2 separate regions of the Gossypium hirsutum genome follow, and region 2 is linked to region 1. The links are chromatin contacts, called in public Hi-C maps. All regions are on one chromosome and are shown on one strand. Each heading gives the region's core, a stretch centred on a gene start, on an enhancer-like site or on the middle of the called end of the contact. The rest is flanking DNA. Distances are from core to core; before and after follow the strand shown.

Region 1 (2,700 bases), core at 143-2,642:
TTATTTACATCAAAGTGTACGAGTCACGCATACATAGTTCGCCATCCACTCAGGATTTAAGTATGTCGCACTATGAACGTCACAAGTAAATAAATTCATAAATGGATTCAGGATCTATTCTGCTTGGGTCATGCCTGATGTACTATCAGTCCAGTCAGTCACATCTATGTCTCTATCTTCTGAGAATCAGTCGCTCCAATGCCTAAGACAAGGCATCTTCCCAATTGGACTTGATAGACGACATATTAGTCTTTTAATTGGTTTGCTCATTTCCGATTAGACTAAGGACATGCTTAGGTTCGTCTACTAATACAAGTTGTCTTTCCGTACTACGATTCGACCATATAATACCGCTTAGTATTAGTTAAACATTTAGACAACCAATGAGCAACATTTGCTTCCATTTTACTTTGCATGCAAAAACTATGTAAGAACAATTATACAAAGTATATTAATGTAATCAATGAATTTGTTTTATTAATCAATCTGTTCAAAAAAAATTACAAATTTACAAATGAATATACTACACTCAAAGTACCAAATCTAACAATTGCCTTATCAACCACTCTCACCTCTTCGTTTGCTATTGCTCTTGATGAGATAAATTGGATCACCCATCTTCTTCGAGAACTTTGCTTTCCTCTTCGTTTTTTTCCTCGAATTCTTTGTGATAGTACTAGCACTACATATTGCCAAGTTGATGAAACGTATTGCCATTGATTTTTATTTTATGCGTTATCAAGTGCAAAACATAAAGATTGAGGTCAAACATCTTTATTTCGCAGATCAAGTAGCTGATATAGTCACCAAACCACTGTAGTGTACTACATTTGATCATTTATTTCCCAGGTTGGCTATTGTTGAGACCACACCTTAATAAAATTTGCAATTAATAATATTAATGAATTCTCTTATCTCTTATTCTTTCTAATAATTTATTTTTTTTATAATCACGAGCATTCTTATTTATTTTAAATTGAGTGTTGCCATACTCAAATAAAATCTTTCTAACAATGTTGAATAAAATGAGTGCTAACAATTTATTTAATTATGATCGAATTATTTTTGAATTAAAATTGTAAATAATTTTATATTAAGATATTACTTTTACTACTTTTTTAGAATTAAAATTTATTATTTATATAATAATATTTGCTTGATTTGACGTAAAAATTTGTTTTTGTTTATAAAGAGTTTTTATTAAATTTCAAAAATATTAATGGCTGATAAATAAATATAATGAATGTGTATTTTGGAACAGAAATCCGTAAAATGCAGTTGCCGTCAGAGCGAGTGGGCGGTTAATTTGTTGCAAATGTATGGACAGATCTAAACAGGGGGGCCCACATGTTTGCCCCCACTAGGGTAACAGGCACCGTCAGATCCGGCGATATGCATCCAAGCCACACGTTAATTTATAAAGAAATAATAAATCTCCCCCTGTTAGGGTTAATGGGATCAAAACGAAACAAACGTAGTCAGCTTTTTAATTTATAACATAAAAAATAAGTTGGAATAATAAAAGAAATAGTAAAAAGCTAGGATTCAGTAAATCTTAATGAGCCTCCCTCAATCCCTCCCAATATTCTTCTTGGGATTGGTGGTAAAAAAAGAAAAAGACGCCCTCGCTTCTGCTATAAATACCCTATCTTCTCTCATCCCTTTACATCCTATTATCTCCCCCTTTTCTTCTTTCTCTTACCTTTTTTTTCTCTTCGTTTAGACAGACATGGCTGTCTTTGGAGCTTTTAGGGTTTTATCATTATAATGGCTGACGACCATTAAAGATAAACAAAGGAACATGGCCCTCTTTGTATTCTTCCACAGCTTTCTTGAACTGCAACTTCGTCTTACTTTCCTTGTTATTTTGTGTTGCTTATATAGGCGGTATATGGGTATGTATGTATGTCGTTGCGGTTCAATAAAGCTGTGGGAAGATACGGACAGGGTCAAAGAGAAATTTTCAAGATCCATCTGTTCTGGGATTTGAAAATGCTACTCTGTGTGCTTGATTATTTGTTTTTCTGATTTCATCTTACCCTCTCTCTCTCTCTCTCTCTCTCTCTCTCTCTCTCTCTCTTTTGTCTTTCTAATCCACTTTAAGAGTTTTTGATGCACTGAGTTTAAGTTTTTCTTTGACATGATTTGCCTGTGAAAGGGAGATAAATTATTTCCTTTCTTTATTTATTTAAATAACAAAGATTTTTCTTAACCCTAAATGGCTTTTTTTTTTTGCATTTTTGTTCTCTCAATGATATAGAGAGATGTTCAAGCTTGAATTATCATTGGATGTATCTTGATTATTTTCTAATTATAAGCACAACCATTATTTCATAACCCTTTTCTGTATCTGGTCTATCTTTCTCGTGGTTGCAGGCTTCCATTGCTATAATTCTGCTGCAAACTGCTTCTTTTATCCTCAAAGAATATTTAAAAAAAAAAAAAGTTACTCCAAATTTGCAGTAACACTGTAAGAGGGGAGAGAGAGAGAGAGAGACAGAAAGTGGATGATATAACTGTTGTTTTGGTACTTGGAATTTTCTATAGGTATAGATTCTTGTCTTTGCTGAATTTTTATGAGACTTTGTTTTGGATCCTTTTATCTTAATTGTTTTGACTTTGTTTTATTGTAGTAAAGTGTGCCCCCCCATTTGTAGGTTCCAGGCTTCTGGTCTTGAGGTTCAAAAAGCTCTTACTTGA
Region 2 (2,700 bases), core at 151-2,650, 45 kb before region 1:
TGTTAAGATGTATCTGCTTTCTCTTTCTCCGAAAATCTCCCCTTACGCTAAGTGTTCTTTTTTTTTTTCTCCTCTTTGAGCTCAAAAATTGTAATTTCCATCTTGGTTGTAAAAAGAATGGTTGAGAAAAAGCATTGACAATGAAAGCTCAGTCATATTATATAAACAATCGTTTACAATCTATAAAAAAAAATATTAACAAGTAAGTTTACTAATTAATAAAAATAACTACTATTACATGAATTTTCTTTTATGGTTTCTCTTCTTCATCTAGTAACCACCTTTTTCACTTCTTTTTTATAGTGACCATCCATCCACCCAAAGCTAAAAATATTGTTTCGCAGAAACCACTAAATTTTCCACAACCAACCAACACCCAATTTTCAGAATTCTCATAAAGCAAAGTGATTATATTGGTCAAATATCAAATCAAATAAAAATTGAAAACAAAAGTGATTATATTAGTCAAATATCAAATCAAATCAAAAATAAAATAGTAAATAATTATATGTTTTAGTGAAAAAGATGCATGCATTGGAGGCCTAAAATGTAATTGGAGATCTCTAATTGCCAGCTAATTGAATCATGAATCTACCAACTCTTTCTTAATGTTTCTGATCTGATAGCTCCAATTTTAATCGGCGACCTTATTTTTACACTTCCATTCTATTCAATTTGAATTTAAACAATTAAAATACTTTTATTTATCAAATCAAATAAATACTTTTGAAATCAAACCCACCTCATTAAATAGACAATGCACTTTGTCCAAAAATAATAATGACATGTTATTTAACCTTCTTAGTTTTTGCATGGATTTGGTTTTTTAAGATAATATGCAAAAAAGCCATTAAACTATTTTACCTTATTTACAAGCGCTCTTATACTTTTTTTTCTATCTAAATAAATCCGTAAACTTTAACCGGTACTTAAATAAGCACTTAATCTTTAGCCTAAATCCAACTAAACATCTATTGCATAAAAGTATACTTGTACTGAATTTTAAAGTATTTAATATTTATCACATCAATAATCAGTTTTTAAGTAAAAACATAAGGGCTTATTTGAATACCAGCTAAACTTTAAGGGTGTAATAAAATAAAAAAAGTTGAAGAGGTTGTTTCGTATGTAAAAAAAAAGATTTAACAACAATAGCAGTTATTGATGCTAAGAATATTAAATGTTGAATTCTTATAAATTATAATTGTGTAAATATATGTGGGTGCAAATGTAAGAAAAAGCCTTGATGTCTGTACCTTTGATTTTTACTATAATATTAAAATATGACCCGTTGATTTTTGTTTGGTTAGCAAATGGTTACAAATAAATGTGTCCGGAAAACAGCGCATATAGACAAAGCGGGCTCCGTCCCGGGAAAAACGGGCTGTACTCTTATTGCCAACACCAACGTTCCAACGGTGGGGTCTTTTGCACATGCCTCCATGTGAACATCAATTCTTTTTATTTATTCATTTGCCCTTAATTTCTATTTAAATTTTGATTTCATTTACCATTAATCTTCATTCATTCCCAAATCTCCCACTCTCATTCCTCCGTCGGTGCCTTTCACGCTCCCCCATTTGGATTTTGTTATTTTACGGACTTTTTTTATAGTAATTAGATTGTAATATAAAAACAATTGTTTTAAAATTATATTTATATAATAAAGTTTCGATTAACTGATAAAGTTCTGAATTTGAGAAGGTTGAAGTTTTAGGCAGGGTTGAAGCTAAAAGAAAAAAATTTCGGATTAGAATTAAATTGTATATTTTTATTATAGTAGAAATGTAATTTCATTATTTTAATGGTTTATATTTTTATAATTTTTATATGGTTAAATTAATTTTTTATTATTTTATGGTCAATGTGCAACTTTACCATTATTAATTTAAAATTTTATAAATTTTAAAAGGACCTAAATGAAAAAAATTTCATTTTAAGAGGTCGAGCCCGTACCAGCCTCCTAACTTCACCACTGATTTTAGGTATAAATTTTATTATGGAAGTTTTTTTAGATTTATTATATAAATATAAAAAAGATAGAAAATATTATTATAGTATTATTAATTACTTTTTGGTTAAAATATATCAATAGTTTCTATATTTTTTGTAAATTTGAAATTTAGTCTCTTTATTTTTATTTTTAAGAATTCAATTCTTTTACTTTTCAAATTTTAAAATTCAGGTCCAACAATTCACACAGTTAATATTATTTTGTTAAATTCGTATTCATTATAACATCATTTTTTTACTTACATGACTATCAAATGGATATTTTTTTAATTTGAAACATCAACAAATTTAAAAATTTTAGCAACTTAACCTGAATTTTTAAATATGAAAAGTAGATAACTATATTCCTAAAAATAGATGGCCTATTTTAATATTATTTTGTTAACCAGACTTTTAAAGAATAAATGGATTTATGGCCTATTTTAACCATACTTTCAAAAAAATGATTTTTAAATCTTTTTCTAAATGAACTAATGTCCAATTAACTATCAGTTTAATAGGCATTTTCTTTTATGGTTCATATTTTAGATTGGGTTCGTCCCTGTAATATGGAATAATAGATAATGGGACGAACTACGTTATAGGCATGAAAGTGTAAGAACTCAATGGGGCTCGCCTCCTATTTCTTAGTCTGATTCGCGATGAAGGGTCCCGTTAAATTCTTAATGATCATGATCATAATATTTT

Evidence for each region. Hi-C and Micro-C count contacts between places; a contact is called where the count stands out from the background.
Region 2: a contact with region 1 is called in a Hi-C map of leaf, with 3 times the contacts expected there. The contact joins two enhancer-like sites. A contact is called at or near these places in 5 of 34 Hi-C or Micro-C datasets (anther and leaf).

Annotation. Positions count from the first base shown.
Region 1 is chrD06:8,299,918-8,302,617 of Gossypium_hirsutum_v2.1, reverse strand. No RefSeq gene overlaps it. Among protein-coding and RNA genes, the nearest start is that of LOC107951790, 9.1 kb to the left of the region's middle. Within about 2 kb of position 1,392, at least 3 of the 9 cell types and tissues checked have an H3K27ac peak or open chromatin away from gene starts, as enhancers often do. A contact at or near this core is called in leaf, where this site is marked.
Region 2 is chrD06:8,345,136-8,347,835 of Gossypium_hirsutum_v2.1, reverse strand. No RefSeq gene overlaps it. Among protein-coding and RNA genes, the nearest start is that of LOC107951790, 36 kb to the right of the region's middle. Within about 2 kb of position 1,400, at least 2 of the 9 cell types and tissues checked have an H3K27ac peak or open chromatin away from gene starts, as enhancers often do. A contact at or near this core is called in leaf, where this site is marked.